4 separate regions of the Mus musculus genome follow, and all the other regions are linked to region 1. The links are chromatin contacts, called in public Hi-C and promoter capture Hi-C maps. All regions are on one chromosome and are shown on one strand. Each heading gives the region's core, a stretch centred on a gene start, on an enhancer-like site or on the middle of the called end of the contact. The rest is flanking DNA. Distances are from core to core; before and after follow the strand shown.

Region 1 (4,786 bases), core at 145-2,644:
GAGAGAGAGAGAGAGAGAGAGAGAGAGAGAGAGAGAGAGAGAGAGAGAGAGAGATATTTTCCTCTTTTGAGGAGGGGAGAGGCAGCAGAATGAGATACAGGGGCCCAAAGGGCAAAGGAACAAAAGGTTCGGGTCTTGGTTAGGGTTTTACTTTTGTGAGGAGACACCATGACCAAGACAACTCTTAGAAATGACAACATTTAATTGGGGCTGGCTTACAGGTTCAGAGTTTCAGTCCATTGTCACCAAAGTGGAAGCATGGCAGTATCCAGGCAGGCATGGTGCTGGCAGAGCTGAGAGTTCTACATCTTCATCTGAAGGAAGCCAGAGAGCATCCTCAAGCTGCTAGGAGGAAGATTTCCAAGTCCATCCCCACAGTGACACATTTCCTCCAACAAGGCCACACCTTCTAATAGTGCCACTCCCTGGGACGAGCATATGTAAACCATCACAGTTCAGGTAACCAAAATGGCTGGATTATATAGGGAAAAGCCTCATCGGGAAAAGCAGCCCAGCCCCTGAACTGGTGAGTTTAGGGTAGAGGGCTGCATGTGCCAGCCACACCCTGTAACAGGCCGGGACTGAGGGATGCTGGCGAGGACCAGGAGGCCAGGTCCACTTTGATATGTTAAGTAGTCCTCTGCCATTGTCCCAGGGTTAACAGCCCCACTAGGCGCAGCTGATTTGTTTTTCTGTTATTTGAAGCCAGAGTACCCCTTAACTAGATAAAGGTCAATTCCAAAGACTGAGAGCAACATGAGAAGGGTGGTTTCGATGTGCTTGTGTATGTGGGTGACCAGCAGCGCGACCGGACAAGAGTGGATTCATCTTTGGCTCCTGCATGGTAGATGATTCGCGCTCCACTTGAGGAGGAAGTAAACTTCAGATAGGTTGCTGGTGGCTGCCAGCAATCGCTACTTGGATCCAGTCGTGCCAGACTCCGCAGACCTCTCTCCATCATCTATCACGTGGCTGAGGACTACCCTTAACTAGGCTGCATAGCACACTTGTGGGCTTTTGTGAAATGGAACCTTTTCCCCCTTTTCGTCTGAGAGTCGGCTGTGGTGGAGATTAGTGTGGACTTCATAAAGGCTCCCAGGAGAGTGAGTTGTTCACTTGGCATGGCACCCGCTACCTCACCCCCACCCTGGTTTAGTAGGTAACACAGCCACGTCTGACTGTATTAATACAATTGCCAGCGTCCTTGTCACCCGGAGGCTTTGGTTCAAAGAGGCCTAGGTTTGCACCTCGCCCTCTTGCTTCCCGAGATGGCCGTCAGAGGGCGCTGCGGCTCCGCGAGTCGCTTCCGGGAATGGAGAGGGCGGGGCAGGGCGGGGCGGGGCGTAAACCGGAACCTGGCAGCGGGTTCCGCCCTCGCGCCGGGGAGGAGTCCCGGAGCCGAGCTGGAGCTGGAGCACCTCTCACACCCTCCTCGCCCTCCCCACCGACATCATGCTCCAGTTCCTGGTGAGTGGGGCCTCGGAGGATCGGGCCTCGCGGTCGCCTCGTTCCCCCGGGGTCCCGGGTCGGCGGTGCACGGCTCTGCAGTTGGGGCTCGTCGCCCTCGGGTTTGCTCGCGCAGTTTTCCTCTGGCCTCCTCCTAAGTCCTTGGGTCTTTGCCTGGGTTTGTTTATATGTAGTCCTTCAAGTTCCGAAAACTTTGGGGTGTCAGTGATATGACTGCGTTTTCAAAAAACCACTTACTGTGAGCTCTTGGCGAAATCTTCGCGGTAAGTTGGGTCGGAGGAGTCATCAAGATGACTTGGCTCCTGTCCTCTCCACGCGACTTCCCGTAGACCCCCATCTATTATATACGGCTTATTTGAGGCCTCAGAGTGCCTTTCACACGCCGTGCATTAGTCAGCCACATCACGAGGTCGCAGCGAGAGATCCACAGTGCCCTCCCTCTTCAGACCTTTACAGATTGCCCGCTTTGAGGAGTGAGTCAGACTGCCCTGCGAGTAACTCTTGTAAAAACCTGCCCCTCCCCACACCCTTTCAAGTCTCCTTTTTGAGTTAACACGTTTTTCTGGCAAAAATCAAGTATTTCTAAAATTGCCTGTTGAGGATTCTAGGAAACTTGCCAGTCAAATTTTCAGATGAAAGTTTTCAAACACTTTCAGATGAAAGCGTTTCATCTTCGAATTCTAATAAAGCAGATATCTTCTTTCTTTCCCACGGTCAGTGGCTACCTGGTGCTCCGAGAATGAGTATTGTTTACATAAAACTGCCCTACAAAGACTCAGTTGCCTCTGGGGTTTCTCTAGTGTCCTAACTAGGCCTTAGTTTAGGAGGTAGGAGTAATTAGCAGTAATTTACTTGTTAGGAATCACTTTTAAAAGCAGCATCAGCCAGCTAGTGTAAGGTGATAGGATTGGCCCTTCCACTGCATTTGCTGTTCATTGATAAGCAGGGAGAACATTAAATCGATTACACTTAACCTTTTAAGTGCTTTGCTGAATGAGGCTACCTGGTGCGGGACTAGCGCTCTGTACTTAAACATGGGTTTTGATTGGAAAATTCAAAATTTTCAACATTTATGGAGAGATGCTGAAGCCGACCATTAGATGCTTAGCTAGGATGTAACTGATGTTCCTTCTCTTGCCCTGGGTCTGTCTCCTCTTCATTGCTTTTGTTGGGAAAAGTGGAATCAGATGTACAGAGATGGAATCAACTTTCCTCTTGTGGAACTTGGTCAAACACTGCTAGTTTCTGCAAATCTTGCTTTTTACATTAGCCGTTTCAACTGTTTTCTAAATGGTTAAGAGTTTAGACCCTATCTTTAATCTCAAGGTGTGTGTGTATGTGTGTGTGTTGGGGACGTGGGGTTGGGTGGGTGTTGGCCAGGTTATTTAAATTTTCTATGCTTCAGTTTGCACCTCATGAGGTTTCAAAAGGAGCCAAGATGTTGAACACGTAAACACTAAATCGTGGTTGAGATATACTGCCCTGTCTCTTCTGTAAGGTATCAGAAATGGGAACTGGCCTCCCACTGATAGGAGAGGCTTGGGTGTGGTGGAAAGATTCCAGGCTCTTCCCTTTGATGGTGCAAGGCAGCTGAATACTTTGTAACCTCTGAGATGTTGCCTAAGTTGAAAACTTGCATTTGATTGTGTGGCTTGTCTACCCATTACCCCTATTTCCACACCGCACTCCACAGCTTGCTCCTAGCTTGGCTGAAGTTCTTTGAAGGAACACCTAGATGGGAATTGGACTGTGAGCACTGCTGTGAGTGTCAGGGCACCTGAACACTGCTACAGTTTCTGTTCCTCTTCCCCCTGGGGCCCAGTAGCATCACCTCCTCATAACTCACCCTCATTCAGCTGCTGGGGCCTGTGCACCGTGCTGTGTGGGTTCTGTCCTGGGATAGCTCAGAATTGCGGAGTGAGGGGACCATATCTGGGTGTAGCAGCTGGGAGGCTCTCTCCCTGTCTCTAATCTTGTCTCCCGCTGCTTGCTTCTGCTCTTAGTTCCTGTGAAGTGCTTAAGTCCGGAGCTGGCTGTGCTTCCTAAACTCACCCTTAGGGAACGGGCTCCTCCCCAAGCCAGCACCTTTCACATCAGCTTCCAGGACAACCTTGAATCCCCTTCTCTGTGCTTCCAGATCCCAAGTATCAACTGTCAGTGGCTTTCCTTTGCCTTTCTCTCAGCCTCTACTCATCTGGATTGAGTTTGCCTTCCTGCTTTCCCAGTCCTTTCCCCACACTTAACGCTCACATTTGAAATGTTGACATAGTCATTGATTTCTTTCTCGTATTCATGCATTCACCGGTTTATCTAGTCTTTTCTTAGAATCATGTAATACCGTAGGTGCATCTTCTTTGTTACATTGCATCCGTTTATCTGTTGATGACTGTGCGTGCCTCTCCTGTGAGGGCCTGCACGTGCAAGAAGTCTGAGGACAGCCTCCAGCAGCCGGTTCTCCTTCCCTCATGTGGGTCTAGGGGGTTGAGCTCAGGTTGCCAGGCTCGGGTGCAGGGTGTTACCCTGCTGAGCCATTTTTCCACGCCAGACCTGCTGTGTAGTCACGAGTAAGATCTTTACTTGCTCCGTGCCTCAGTTTCCCCCAGCATAAGCCTGGGCAGTAATAGTGGTTATTCCACGTGTGCATGCTTGTGAGGATCAGGCTGTGAACTAGCAGGGTTCTCCAGTCTGGCTGGCATACTGCCACTTCTCTCCACTACTAAAGGATTTGGTTGGGGATATAAAGGGACTTAGTCAATACGCAGTGAGTGACTTCGTTTGCACTCAGCTCTGCATATTGCTGGGCCCATCCGCATATTTAACTAACCATGGATTAGATAAATATGAATGAATATGAAAAATATAAATATTAGCAGATAGTTGCTCATCAATGGTATGTGTACAGTTTTTCCTTGCCGTTCCTGAGCAGTGCAGTGGGATAGACTGCCGCAGGCCTTCCATACAGTAGGTCTTATGAGTGATCAAGAGGGTTAGAGTGTATGGGAGGACATGGGGGGCTCCCGTGCAGTTGTAGGACCTGCTTGAATAGCTACAGATGTTGGTGTGGGGGGTGTCCTGGGATGGAGCCCCTCATTAATTTTAGGTCTTCCTTCTTCACCTCATTACTACCGTTGATTATAAGATAGTGGTTACAAGGTAGCTCCAGCTTCTTTTAGAGCAGGCAAACCCGTACACCTTTCCCAGAGAGATTTCATGTACTTCTGTTGAATATTGGCACATTAAGGAGGTTTTTTTTTCTCCTTCTTTTCTTCTCTAAGCAGTATTACTGAATATAAAGCATGCTTTCCTAGGAAGCAGTGAA
Region 2 (4,730 bases), core at 861-3,360, 1.4 Mb after region 1:
GGAAACCCCCAAATAATTTTACTACACTCGTATATGATATTTAAGTATATAAGTATAAGATATATAAGTAGTGAGGAGTATATGGGATAGTTTGGAAGGAAGAAAAAGAATGGGGAAATGATATAATTATTTTATAATATTGAAAAATAAAAGTGCAAGAGTCCTTGGTGATATGGGCATAATGGAGGACCTGTACTGCCAGATCTTGACAAGTCTGAGGTAAGAGGCTGATGAGTTTGAATCTTACATAAGCTATATAGCAATATCTCATAAAAGAAATCACTTGTATGTTTGGTAGTTTAATAAGGAATGATTGTAAATATTTCTTTTCAAACAAAGCTTTGATAAACAAAGCTTATCAAAAACTAAAATTAAAATAAATATTGATAAAAAATAAATATTATCATGAGTAAGAGTTAACAATGTGGAAAATGCATCTAGATTTCATTAGACCTTCAAAAATAATCAAAAACACTTTAGAAATAAAATAACTCCTAAATTAATCTTACTATTTTTCCTTTAATTGAAAATAGATGTGTGGGTTTTTTCTATATCAGACCTTGATTATGGTTTCCCCTCCCTCTACTCCCAGTTCTTCCCCACTGCTGACATCCAGATCCACTCAGCTTTCATTAGAAAAGAAACAGGAGTCTGAGAGATTATACTAAAGTAAGATAAAACAAAAAGTAACACCTCAGAATAGGACAAAACATTATATATATATATATATATATATATATATATATATATATATATATGACACAATTTAAAACAATAAGGGGCCCCAACCTGACATTATGAGACAAGGAACCACCAAAGAAGTTGCTGAGTTAATGCTATATTGGCCATCTACTGCTGCGCATGCAGCCTGCCCATAAGAGTAATTTTCCCAGTGAGCCTTCCTTGGAGAAAACTAAATTTTTACTTTCAAGTAATTATTCGTCGGAGTTAGCTTCTGGGTCAGGCATGGGGCATGTGTACCTACTCCTTTCAGATCTAGGACCCCATCTGTTATAGTCTCATGCAGTCCCCGTACATGTGGCTTCTGTCACTGAGTTCACATGCACCTCAGACCTGTTCTGTTTTGAATGCCCTTGTTACCTTGGTGATCTCCATCGCCTCTGGCTCTTATACTCTTTTCTGCCTCCTCTTCCACAAGATTTCCCTAACCCTGAGGGAAGGAATTTGAGAGAATTTTCCCATTTTGGCTGAGTGTTCCAAGGTCTCTCAGTGTCTGTGTCATGTCTGGCTGTCTCTCTGTAGATCTCTGTGTTAGCATCTCTCTTCTGCAGGAGAAAATTTCTTTGATGATGGCTAAGCAAGGCCCTGATCTATGAGTAGAACAGAAGGTCATTAAGAGTCCTTTTATTGCTACATGGTTTTAGTAGAATCATAGTATTTGGTTTTACCCTAGGACCCTGGGCTATCTAGTTTCAGATTCTTGGTTAACTAACTCTTATAGCATTAGCCCAGGATCCAAATTAGAACTGTTGGTATGACCTGGATGAGGAGGAAAATGTGTCCCCCTGTCTTATGAGCAATAGAGAGTGTTTCTCTGACCAGCCCTCAGTCTCCTCAGAGCCTTACCTTGGGGATTAGCCAGCTCTTCCTGAAGGATCTCCTCATCTCCTTCCAGCCAGTGATTGATTATACATCTTCATTGCCTAGGCAATTCATGCACAGAATGTAGGATGGACTCAGCAGTCAAGGTAAGAAGAGGAGGGAAAAAAGTAATTTGGGACAAGCTGTGGTTTAGGTAGAAACTGTGTTTTAAACAACAACCCACTGATTCTATGGTAAGCCTGCTTAGCTGTTCAGAGGGTGTGCATGTGTGTGTGTGTGTGTGTGTGTGTGTGTGTGTGTGTGTGTGTGCTGTGTGTGTCTTCTTTCACGCTGAAATGAAAATGCCCTTAAACGTTAGAAATATTCTTTGCAGAGAGAAATAAGCAACCAAGACACTTTCCTCACTGATATCCCCTCCAAATATAAATAGTTTTATAAACATTTAAATATTTTCTCTGTTTCTTGGAAGATTATAAATGAGAGAGAGAGAGAGAGAGAGGGAGAGAGAGAGAGAGAGAGGCAGAAAGGGAAAGAGGGAGAGAGAGTCAGATCACAGGTCCAGTCAACATGGATGCATAAACCTCACACCTGAAACAGAGATTATTTTATTATCACAGAACTAGAAAAAACTGCTGGTTTATAAAATGACTTGCAACCCCAGTCAGCCCTCAAGGCTTTAGGGAAGTTAAGGCTTCCCTCCTCCCATCCTCCTCCCTAGAAATATTAACATAGGGAAAGTGAAAGCAAAGAACTTCAGAATGAGTTGATGGAAAAGAGAGATGTATAGAAAGCCAGAATAAAATTTGGGAGATGGAAATTACCACAGGTCAATGAATGCCTTTGTTGTTCTGGGATGTTCATTTCAAAAAGCAGGAAAATGAAAGATAGGCTATAAAAGTCTCATCAGATTGGCAGCCCCTGGCTCACTGAAGCCCTCTTTTCATCTGCTCTATTTTGGTGTCCACATGTCTTTCCCTCAGAGATCATCTGCCACCAAATTTCATTGGGGGATCCAAACTTCCATTTAAGTAAAGTATACCTCGGAGTGGGAGGATTTTCTTTACAGTAAACTAGAGTCCCAGAGTACTTTTATGCAAACTCTTTCAAAGAACAGTCCTCCCAATCCCGTTGTAAATGTCATTATTTTGCCTATATTACAAGACAGCTTAGCTTCATTAAGTGTCATTATTTTGGATTAGGTTCATCACAATCATTTTAAAACTTCATTCTGAAATTTGTCATGTAAGCTACTCTTCAATTTTTTATCATGTACTAATTCAGTAACTATGTTTTCTAAGTACTTAGTCATATCATTGATTAAAATATAACAAGGGCAAGAAGAATAGAATCAACAATATTGTGTTAGAAATACCCAACATACAGAAAGAGCAACTTAACTCTAGAGTGGTTGCTTGATAACACTCAGAACAATTCAGACTATTTTTCAGTCTATCACTAACCATGAAGTAAGAGGAGCCTTTGTCTAGATGGCATGTAGAAGCCATTACACCTAACATTTCAGCCCTATATTTTTAAGGGCAATATATTTTTATGTATCATTAATCGATAAATCTATATTGCCCACAACCAATAACCACATTAACTTGGCTACAGGATCTAAAACATGGTTAATAACTCATCTTTGATGTCATCCATCTGACACCATAGCAGTGTACTTGGGGAATTTTCTCTTTTTTCTAAAATAAAAAAGCCTTGAAGACGTAATTTTGAATATTGAATGTTCTTCTCGGCACACATATTCTTACCATTTTATTAGCTTCACAATTCCAAGCACCAACATTGTGCATTTCTAATATTTTGGAACGCTGTCATTATGTTGTAAACAACATAACAGTGTTTGGGTGCCAGAGGGTAGATAAGTGTGGGATTTCCATAGAAACAGGCAGAGATTCTTAATATTGCCAAAACAATTTGGCATTTTGAAGACAATTTGTCACTTCCAAACTTCCTGATAATTGGCCTTACTGGCATGACTATTCAAAAACATTAACACAGCATCGTACACCACTTAGCTTATTTAAAAGCTAAATATGTGAAAAGGTTTAAAGGTATTTCCTGGTAAAAAACCGTGGATTTGGATATCATACTTGAGACTTCAACCTTAGTTTTAGCAAATCTCGATATGGACAAGTCCTCATCTTACATTTTATGATCTCGTTGATTCTAATCATACACATTTTCGTAACTTCAGTCTGCCTTTTACTCGGAATCACCCTTCTCTGACCCTTCCCTGGATCTTTTCCAGGTTTGTTGCACACTGCTTAGGTAGGTTGATCACATGTTCCACAGCTTTCTCCCAGGGTGGATGCATTGAGGACTCTGCCCTCCACATCTTAATCACACAAGGGGACTGCTTCACTGCAGTTCCTTGAGATTCCACAGGATGGTGGCCTTGTCTCCACAAACCAGACTTCAAGTTCTGTGCTAGGACTTTATTAGCCTCAGTTTCAAGCTTGGGTCTCAAAAGCAGCTGTCAATCTGTTAAAGCCCCTAGTAACAGCTGAGCTTCCGAACTCCAGCCAGCACCTGTGGCTGTGATATAGACACAACCAGTGAGTTGCCAGGTGCCTGCACTGAGCAGCAGAATACCCCAATTCTCTCTCTCTCTCTCTCTCTGTCTCTCTCTCTCTCTCTGTCTCTCTCTATGTCTCTGTCTCTCTCTCTCTGTCTCTGTCTCTCTCTCTCTCTCGTAGATAAAAATTTACAAGTACTTAAATAATAAATAATATCTTATTCTGCTTCTTGTCCTCTAATCTTAATAATGTACCCCCTTAAGAGCATCATTTTTCCAATAAAGGAGTCAACACGGACTCTGAGTATCCAGCGCCAGTTCCAGCATGCTCTCTATGTCAAGTGTACACCAGGTGAGATTTCAAAACTCCAACACCAAAAGATAATGTAAAAAAAAAAAAAAAGATTTATGCTTTGATGTGTATGAAATGTTTCTATTATATTAAGTTAATATATATTATTCAATATGATTTCACTGGTTATTTCTTAACAGTATTTAACAGAAATTTTGAACTTGCATATAACGTGCTTTCCTGGTTCATATAAGAGTTCTATCGTACTGAGCTTTGTGGAAGAAGACTGGATGGCGTTTATTAAGCACTGAGGCTTCGGTATTTCAATACAACATTTCCTCA
Region 3 (4,661 bases), core at 1,241-3,740, 1.2 Mb after region 1:
TACAGAGCAGCGATATATCCTCTGTTAGTTTTTATTGTTATACCCTTAAATCTCTATCAATATGGGAAAATACATATACTCATTTCTCCACTTACTTTACATGTAAAGGCTTTTAAAAAAAATTCCAAACGTCTCTTTATAAACCATTGAATCTAGAAAGAACCATTCACCTTTATAAGACAAACCATTTTGCACAAGGGGGAACTTTTATGGGCATGTATATGGTAGAGAGATTATTCTTGTTTTCTTTTCTTCCCCTTATTTCCCATTGTGATAATCCTTTGCTGGAGTCTATGTAGTGTGATTGAAGGGCCTCTGGCCTTCCTGTGCATTTGTCTGATTGCTAATGAGGCTGAGCTCTTTTTCATTGATTTTCTGGTCATAAGTGTTTCCTGTCTTGTAAATTATCTGTTTATGCTTTTCTTGCATTCACACCCATATTATGACCAGGGTGATGGGGTGCTTTTCTCCACCAGGACCACCTCATTTTGTAAATATAGCACTTAAATCAAAGAGACCTGAGAAAGAAGTAAAATAAAATAAGCAAAAACATCAAACAAACAAACAAACAGACAAAAAACTAAACTAGGTGTGCATGTATCTGGCAGGTGTATAGGGTACAGTGGACGCCTTTCTCCTACAACCTGTCATCCTCGAACAGAGGTGGGTGAAGCCATTTGCACAGGACCACTTTAAAGCTTCCGGGCAGAATGGATCTTGTTAGTTCATTCTCATTTTTCTAAAAGAAATGGAGCTGGGTGTGTCAATTGCAAGAGAATCCTGTCCATTGTGATGAGACAGGGAATGGAAATATTTGTAAAGTAAGGAACAGCACAGAAGATGCAGTGCAGGGAAAGGAATAGCCGATGTAGATTTGATTGGAGTCTTACCTGAGATACATGATACACAGTAGGAGAATGATGCTTTGAGGAAAGAAATATAAAATGTAACTTGCTGGAGTGGCTGGCAGCCTATTCAACTGTGGGAGGTTTTATTACTGAAAAGCACTCTACCTTAGTTTTTATGGTATTTATAACACTCAGGCTTGTTGTTCCTCTTTAATTGCATGTGGGGAAAGAAGCAGTGGGGGATGAGAATAACAGGACAGAAGTAGATGATCTGCCATTTCCTAGTGAGTCCCTCAGGGAACTTGTGCACCCCTCATTCCTTCTCCTCCCATACCCATCACTCAACAGCCTAAGCACTGGACCCTTGAGCAAGGTGCAGACACTTTTGTTTTAAATCTCCAGAAGTTCTCCAGGGATCTGTAGGCATGCTCTTCCTTTCTTGGTTTGCTCAGCCTCTGAGGTTCTGCCACGCATCCTTCCTTCTTGTTCCTTGGTTTTTATCTTTTGCATATCCCTTTTATTAAAGGGTCACCAGCTAAAGTCATGGGTATCAAAGGCTTCTGGAGCAGAGTACAAAATCTCTTCTATGAGAAAAACCCTGGGGCAGGGGTCTGACTGTGAGAAATGAGGAGAATTGGTGTCTTATGGGGATTTGCAATGAGACAAGTGCAAAGGCATCAAGAATACATCCAAACATGTCTCCACAGTATTTGACACAGGACAAAAGGGGTTTTTGTTTCTAATGTGGCAATATAAAATAAACTTACAGTTGTGCCATGCCCATCATTATTAAATACACCATGTTATGTTAAAGACAACATTTTAATTTCTCTTCTACCTTCTTTTTGTTTTCTCGTTCTTTATTCTGCTGTTGCTAGTATATTAATATTACCCTGATGACTGACAGATTTAAGTGAGGATCTCCTAAGCCAGCTTTATAGTAACGTTATAATAGGACTGGGGGACCTGGAGTGCTGTTCAGTTTGCTTTCTTCTTAAGTTGTTAAGCTTTGGTCTTCTGATGTCCAAGTTGCTAGTCTCTATCCATTATGGCCAGAATTCAGTTGTAGAGCACTGCCTCTCAGAAATCATTTAAAAAACTCCAGACCAGTCACTTTTGTTTATTTTTTGTGTCATTTTAGTGACTGTCCTTATACTGAGCATCTCTGTGCTCCATACTCCTTGTCTCCATCCATCTCTCCATCTTTGTGGTACCATAAAATGGAACTCTCAGAGACCTCCTCAGTAGGGTTGACCAGTTGCTCTTTACAGCCACCTACAAAAATGTTCCCAAAAGTGTATAGATAAATTTTCTAGAAAAGTTTTTTCTGTGACTTCTTCCTAGGGTCACGAATATTTCAGTTGTACAGAAAGTTCCCCTTGTTCTTCCTGTCACTGGGACCAATATTTACTAGAACCTCTCATCATTTAATTATGCTGTGTGCACAGTCATAGTCTGTGGCTGGAACAGACATCCCAACCAAAAGTTTAAGCCCTTTATTGGAGCATGTGACTTGTGCCTACATTTCAAATGAATCAAGCCATTTACAACAACAAAAATCTAACTCAGAGAAAGTGTGGTAGTATGGACCATGCTGTTGTACATGCTGGCTCACTCTTTTTTCCAGGTATTTCTTCTTAGGGGTAGGTGCAAGAAAAAGGCAGACTCTAGTAGAGGCTAGAAATTAATTTAAAGTGAAGAATGGCTCAAAGCAGTATATGCCTTTTTCCTGCTCAAAAATTCTTTAGATCTCGCACTCTAGTGATGAGAAGGGAGCTTGTATCAGAACTGAGCTAGTTAACTGTATAACAAATACTGAATCTTAGTGGAGAAATAAATTACCTTTTTCTTCAAATAGAGCTTACAGAGTTCAGTTGCTTCTGTCAGTCAGATTAACATCCCCTCCTTGAGGAAGCCCAGAGCATGAGCTGGCACTTTAATAAGCTACCAGAGGGAGATGATTCCAGTGTAGCAGATTTGTCTCCTTTCATTATTAGATGAAGAGCTATGTCACTATTCAAACCTTGGTGACCTATTATTATCTAGGCATATAAAACAGGGACATATGTTTAGCATTATGTGATGTTCCTTTCATAATTGTCTATTTGCATGGGTCATGTTTGGGGTCAAATGATGTAACTCATTCCATAATTACATCACTTTCCTATTCCATGTTACCCATCTTTGTGCATGGTTCCATTGAGTTTACATTGATCTGAACCCATTAATTCAGTCTCTTGTTTTGACCTTTGTATGTTTTTCCTCTTCATATTTGGTAGTTTTCTTATGCAAATTTCCCTTTGTGTTTTGTTTCCATGAACAGTGAATTTATGGAATTACAAACCATATAGGAAGACCAAACTACACAGGAAAGGCAAACATCACTAGAAAAGAAAGCTGCTTTGGGGCTACTTCACTCTCACTCTTCTGCTCTGCCTGGTATCCATGTGTCTAAGATAGGGTACACTACACTCTGAGTGTCCTTCCTTGCAGCAGATCAGTTGGAAACAGCCCAGAAGTCACACCACATGAGGACCAAAGGAAAAGAGCATGCTTAGGTGGGGAGCACTCACTGTGCCTTCAGTTTAATCACAACGTGCTGCTATATTGAGATGGGGGGGGGGGGGGGCTACAGATCCACCATCCAACGCCTTCAGAGAGCTAAGCACCTGCTTCTATCCCTTTTCTTGTTGATCGAAGGTAATAATGCCATGCCAACAGTGCCTTGATCACTGCAGCTTCCTTTCTGAATTGCCACGTGCTATTCTTAGAGAGCTATGTGGTAGGTACTAGGATAAATTAGTTCAGCATTAAGAATGAAAGTTCTAGGATGAAAATAAAATTTAGGATTTGAATATGCAGAAGGCAGAGTGGATGAGAACCAAGAAGCCCAGGGAGTGCTGAAAGGATGCCATCAGGGTCTTAGTTCCTGCTGCTCTTACTTAGCACTTTACACTCTTTCTTTACCCATATGTATTTCCTTCATGCAAGAATATACAATAGTTAATTGATAGCCTTGGAAGAAGAGGCAATTTGTATTGGATAAAACTATACTTTATAACATTTTGATATGTAACAATAACTGATGGTATATTTGAATCTTTATAGTGACAAGTTTTGTAAACCCTGTAAGTGCACTATGTATTTATTCTATAGGAAAAAAAGCTGTAGCTAGACTCTCATTTCACTAATAGCTTTCTCACTGGCTGCTTCAATTGTTTTCCTCCTCTTTTCTGGCACATTAACTTAAATAGAGCAGGTCTTGATCTTGGGGATAATTTTCATTTAGTTGAATGTTAATTATTTTCACAGGTAGAAAGACCCCAGGATGCACAATTTTCACAGTTTCTCCTCTCGCTCTGCTGGTCTCCATTTCCATCTGGCTACAAAAGACTATTATTAAACATCCATGTTTTCCTTTAACACACAACTACTTTTGAGAGAGAGAGAGAGAGAGAGAGAGAGAGAGAGAGAGAAGAAAAACACTGATCTTTCCTGTTAGTTTCTTATGATGGAATTATAAAAAGATGTCCTGAATGCCCCCTTCATGAGTCACAGTATTTTGTGCTTGTATCATGCCCATACATTAATACATTCAGGCTTGAAAAATATGCTGATGTAAGTGAAAATAATATAATGAACGCAGTATTTTCACTTGATGTTTCTTTGCTGCTTTGGGACATTTCGAGCTGTAGCATCTTACTCTTGACCTGGCAATTTATGAGTCCCTAGTGAGGGATAAAAATCCCAGTAGATAATTTAACTAGAGGAAGCCCTATTGTATGTCCTATCAGCATCTTATTCATCTAAAAC
Region 4 (4,436 bases), core at 1,050-3,549, 1.6 Mb after region 1:
TCAACCAAAATGTTTACAACTAATAGGAAAATAACACCAGATATGAACCGCAGCTTTATGTTTTCAGAACTGTTTGACATTTCACACTAAAATGCTACAGCGTCAACATCTTTCATGCACTTTCTTAATAGTGATCAACTATGACACTGAGCTAGAAGGACCAGGAAATTTTGAGTGCAGAATTTAGAATAAAAATGACATGTTCTTACCATGATCTTCTGAAGAGACTGGGGACCTATAAAAAATAATACAAACATGATAAATATTTTATATATGATAAGGATAACAACAACTACACATAACATTATAGAAATTATATAGTCAAAATTTAGTTAAGGTGGGCTGGAGAAATGATGTTTCAGAGGTTAGGAGCACGTGCTATCCTTGCAGAGAGCCCAGGTTTAGTTCCCAGCATCTACTTGGTGGCTCACTGACATCCTTAAATCCAGTTCCAGGGGATATGACAACTTCCACAGCCTCCATGGTTACCAGGCACACACATAGTACATAGCCACACATGCAGGCGAAACACTTAGGCACATAAAAAAAGATTAACAAATAAGCCTTAAGAAAAAGTTAGTTAAGGAGAAATTCAGTATGGTAAGTGTAACTAATGTACTTGTTAAGGGCATATTCTAATCAACAACAGTTCCATATTATCTAGATTGGTTAAGTATTGTGGGTTACTAAATGTCGGCTGCTTGACATGGTATCTCAAGGCTGCAACAAATTAGTTAAGTCTGAACTTATTGTGGAAGAATGAGAATGCATTGAACTATGTTATCAAGTGAAACTTATACCCAAGGCCTAACACCTAGAACAAATGCCAGAGACAGAAATGTGAGCTGGATTTAACGCACAAAGGGCCATGCTCAGTCATTTTTAAAGTATAACAGAATTAAAAGAAAATGAGTGCACAATTATCATTATTTTCCTGTTTTTGACATTCCTCATGGAAATTTAATGATTGCACATAGCTTAAACTTCTGTGTGATGGCCTATTATCTCCAAACCAATGAGAATCAGGATAAGACCAAAAACCACTGGGCCTCACAAGTTTAATAAATCAATAACTTTCCTGTGTAACCTGTAAGCTTAGCTCTAATTATCATAGTCAGCTATCAAATGGAATATCATGTCAACCATAAACTATTTCCCTTCAGTTGACACTAGTGGAGGTGTGAATAAAAGTGGGGGGATATAGTCAATGATGTTGGAGCAAGAGTAAACAACTCGAGGATGCATGATCCAGTTGCCCTTGATCCTACTGATGAATGATATCTCTTTTATTATGTGAATACATAGCAATAGTTGCGCGCATAGTTGTGATGAAAAGAACAATCTGAACATCCGCTAGTGCAAACTGCTAACTCATTTCAGCCTCATGAGCCATTTCAAGTAGAATTTGGCACATGAAATGAAATCCCAAGATTTGGTGGAAAAAAAATCAGTGTCCAAGAGGCAAATAAACCAGACATGTCACTAAGCCATCATTACTTGAAAAACACTTGGCCTCTCTTGTTGAAACCGATTTACGTGTCTCTAAAAGTTCCCAGATTTTGTACTCTCCTCATACTGGTCTTCGTAGGTTATTTCCCCTAGCAATGTGGAAATATGTCTTAGTTAGAAAAAGCGGGCCCTGGTTTTACATTTGTTGAACTGAAAGCATTTCAGTACCACCATATGGTATTCAAAATCAAACACAATTGAAGGCTCTTTGAAAGTGATCACATCGCCTCTCAAGGACCTTAAGAAGAACTGTCCTGATCTCTCTAGAAGAAAGGGGGTCTTGGAAGGAGGTCCCTTCCACAAAAGATACCCAAGCCATCCAGCCAAAGGGATGCCCATGTCTGCTTCAGCAGGAAAAAAATTAAACAGGGACTGTGTGGAATCAAAGTTAAAATGGAATTGGAAGTTGATTCCAAAGAAGAATGTAGATTGGAAATAATGTGTGCTGACGAAGGTGCCTGGGGCATGGAGCATGTGTCCTCACAAAAGAACATCTTCACTCCCGATTTATTTCTTATGTAAAGCAAATAAACATATATTTACAATTAACTTCTGATAGAGAATGAGAACAAAGAGAAACCCATGCCCATAGCCCCCTGCATGTCTCAAGGTTGGAGCCCTTGAGGCGCATTCTTTGCTGCCTTTCTGTAAAACATTTCATACTAAATCTGAAATAGTCCAGATGGCTTTGTTAAAGTCCCAAGGGGATGCATTCTGAAGTAGGTCCAGGCAGTGAGGACGAACTATCAGAGTGTTTTGCACAGATTAGTCATGTTGCATTTCTGTGGCTGAATGTCTCCCACACTCCTGGACTTGTGGAATTTGAAGACATATGGAGTATTTCAACCCTCACTCAGAATTTCACCTTTCACTGCAAAATGTCACTAGATTATACTACTGAGACATGTACCTCATCCACTTAGGCTGGGAGCAGGCATACAAAGTTTCACAGAACTCAGCTCAGGAGAGAAGAAATGTCCTGCAATGAGCAATAGAAGCAGTTGATTTTAAAACAGAGGTTGAATATCAGGAAGAGATTATCTTCCTGACAGCTGAGCCAAGCAGCTGAGGTACACAGGAAACCTTCCTATCCCCACCATCCTGAGAGACTTGGGCCAGAACTTGTTTAATTTCCTTCCATGTACACAGTCTTAGAGGTAGGTGTTGCCTTCACACGATGAACTATTACTAACACTTACTAATAACTCAGGTAGAGTTCTCCTCTATATTTTCCTGACTGCCAGACTTTATTATGATTTATGCAATATATATGTTTTTTGATATGCTTTATGACTTTGTTGGTGCCACTGACATTCGTATTTCATTCAAATACAGGGAACTGAGAAAAAGACACCAGCAAGAACAAAATATGAATTCAAAGACTCCTTCTAAGATTGGTTATTCTTTTATTAAACTAAATTGTTATCATTCATGTTGGAATCTTTCAATTCATTGGACTTAATGCATGTAGCAAGGTCACAAATGTGTGTCCTACATCAAGTGATGGAGAAACCAAGAACAATATCAGAAGAGTCATAATCTAGTGAAGAATAAAAATCATATTTATAGCTTAGTGAGATAATATAGAAAAACACCCAATGCTTATAACAAAGTGAGATTCACAACAAGAAAAATGTGTATTAAGTAAAGGGGAGCAGCATGGACAGAGCAGCCATGTCAATGTCCCCCAAGAGTAAAACAAACTCTAAAGGTCAGAACTATTTGGCCCCAGCCTTAGGGAATTAATAAGACCTCATTAGGTAAGTGAGAGAAAAATTCTAGACAGAAGCAACGGGTACATAAAACAGCCAGAACTGAAATTTCATAGACTTCATAGACGTTATCAGAGACATAAATAACTCAGTACTGCTGTCACATAAAGAATGATAAAACCCATGACTGGGGGAGTTGGGGGCCATTCCATATGGAGCCTATAAATCTATTTTCACGTGTCTGGAATTTACTTTCTAAAATAAATACAAAAAAATGTTTGAAAGCCACATTTTCTGGTTTCTATTTTTGAATGATCTAAAGAGAACAGAGAGGGGATAAGCAGAGGGGTTACTGTAAAACTTCCCTGTCAAGAAGCAAGAATAAAAATGTCTGTTTTTCAATTCTCCTTGAAACCCATGAAAAATAACTGGGAGCATGAAACCAATAAAAGCATCTTTTAGTAATCTAGCTATTTATAAGGGAAACTGCCATCGATGAAGAAGAGTCACCAAATATAGTAAAAGTTAGACTGTGCTTCAGGAGAACAGTCGTGACATTAATGAGACACAGAGACATCATTTTCCACAAATTCAGGCAGAAAGTCCCAATCTGAGCTGGGATGTCCTGTTCTTGAGATGTTAAACCAGATTCCAGAGGAGAGTGCAGATAAAACAGGGTCTGAAAACACACAAAGTCCTGGAAAGAACATACCCAATGAAACTATCACAGATAATCAAAAAGCTACCGTAGATCCACAAAAAGACAAACCAAACAAGAAATGCCAGCGTCACATACCAAAGATATGAGGGCATGAGGAAGTTAAGAAGAGTTACTCAATATGCATGGCATTGGAAAAGGGAAGAAGTGAGAACGGAGCGGTGAGTCTGGAGAGAAATAGAGCCTTTGAGACGTCTAGAGAAGAATGCAAGGACAGGAAATACATGGAGATGGAGAGCACACAGGCTTGTCCAGCGTTTAGCTAGTGCATTAGAGTAGCATGGGCTTACCCAGCCTTTAGCTAAAGCAGTAGAGAGAAAGAGCAAGAAGGCTATTTATTGATGCAGGAAAGAAAAAATAGCATAAGAAGTAAACAATTTAAAATGTCAAAACATAAAACACTTTTAATGTGTTCTACCATTTTAGGGATAACTTGTATTTTACCTTACATTTTAATTAGTGCAGACATAAGGAGCTTGCATTCTTTTTTAATTAAT

What was found. Promoter capture Hi-C pulls out the DNA fragments that hold promoters and counts their contacts. A called contact is a pair of places that touch in the nucleus more often than the background predicts.
Region 2: a contact with region 1 is called in a Hi-C map of the N1E-115 cell line, with 11 times the contacts expected there. The contact joins the enhancer-like site here to the promoter of 1810058I24Rik in region 1. A contact is called at or near these places in 3 of 39 promoter capture datasets (the 3T3-L1 cell line, hippocampal neurons and liver), 1 of 484 Hi-C or Micro-C datasets (the N1E-115 cell line) and 2 of 115 datasets of contacts at active chromatin or transcription factors (astrocytes and cardiomyocytes).
Region 3: a contact with region 1 is called in a Hi-C map of the N1E-115 cell line, with 4 times the contacts expected there. The contact joins the enhancer-like site here to the promoter of 1810058I24Rik in region 1. A contact is called at or near these places in 1 of 39 promoter capture datasets (hippocampal neurons), 2 of 484 Hi-C or Micro-C datasets (the N1E-115 cell line and cortical neurons) and 1 of 115 datasets of contacts at active chromatin or transcription factors (astrocytes).
Region 4: a contact with region 1 is called in a promoter capture Hi-C map of hippocampal neurons, with 5 times the contacts expected there. The contact joins the enhancer-like site here to the promoter of 1810058I24Rik in region 1. A contact is called at or near these places in 4 of 39 promoter capture datasets (the 3T3-L1 cell line, hippocampal neurons and liver), 3 of 484 Hi-C or Micro-C datasets (the N1E-115 cell line, cerebral cortex and cortical neurons) and 1 of 115 datasets of contacts at active chromatin or transcription factors (astrocytes).

Annotation. Positions count from the first base shown.
Region 1 is chr6:35,251,316-35,256,101 of GRCm38.p6, forward strand. 1810058I24Rik (RIKEN cDNA 1810058I24 gene) reads left to right here and starts at 1,395. Exons shown (of 3, transcript NM_001384235.1): 1 at 1,395-1,467. The coding sequence starts at 1,453.
Region 2 is chr6:36,687,696-36,692,425 of GRCm38.p6, forward strand. No RefSeq gene overlaps it. Among named protein-coding and RNA genes, the nearest start is that of Ptn, 120 kb to the right of the region's middle. Within about 2 kb of position 2,111, at least 2 of the 459 cell types and tissues checked have an H3K27ac peak or open chromatin away from gene starts, as enhancers often do. A contact at or near this core is called in the N1E-115 cell line, where this site is marked.
Region 3 is chr6:36,467,706-36,472,366 of GRCm38.p6, forward strand. All of the region lies in intron 2 of Chrm2 (cholinergic receptor, muscarinic 2, cardiac), which reads left to right. Among named protein-coding and RNA genes, the nearest start is that of Mir490, 48 kb to the left of the region's middle. Within about 2 kb of position 2,491, at least 1 of the 459 cell types and tissues checked has an H3K27ac peak or open chromatin away from gene starts, as enhancers often do. A contact at or near this core is called in the N1E-115 cell line, where this site is marked.
Region 4 is chr6:36,894,567-36,899,002 of GRCm38.p6, forward strand. It overlaps Dgki (diacylglycerol kinase, iota), which reads right to left. Exons shown (of 34, transcript NM_001081206.2): 29 at 210-235. Among named protein-coding and RNA genes, the nearest start is that of Gm52857, 6.7 kb to the right of the region's middle. Within about 2 kb of position 2,300, at least 37 of the 459 cell types and tissues checked have an H3K27ac peak or open chromatin away from gene starts, as enhancers often do.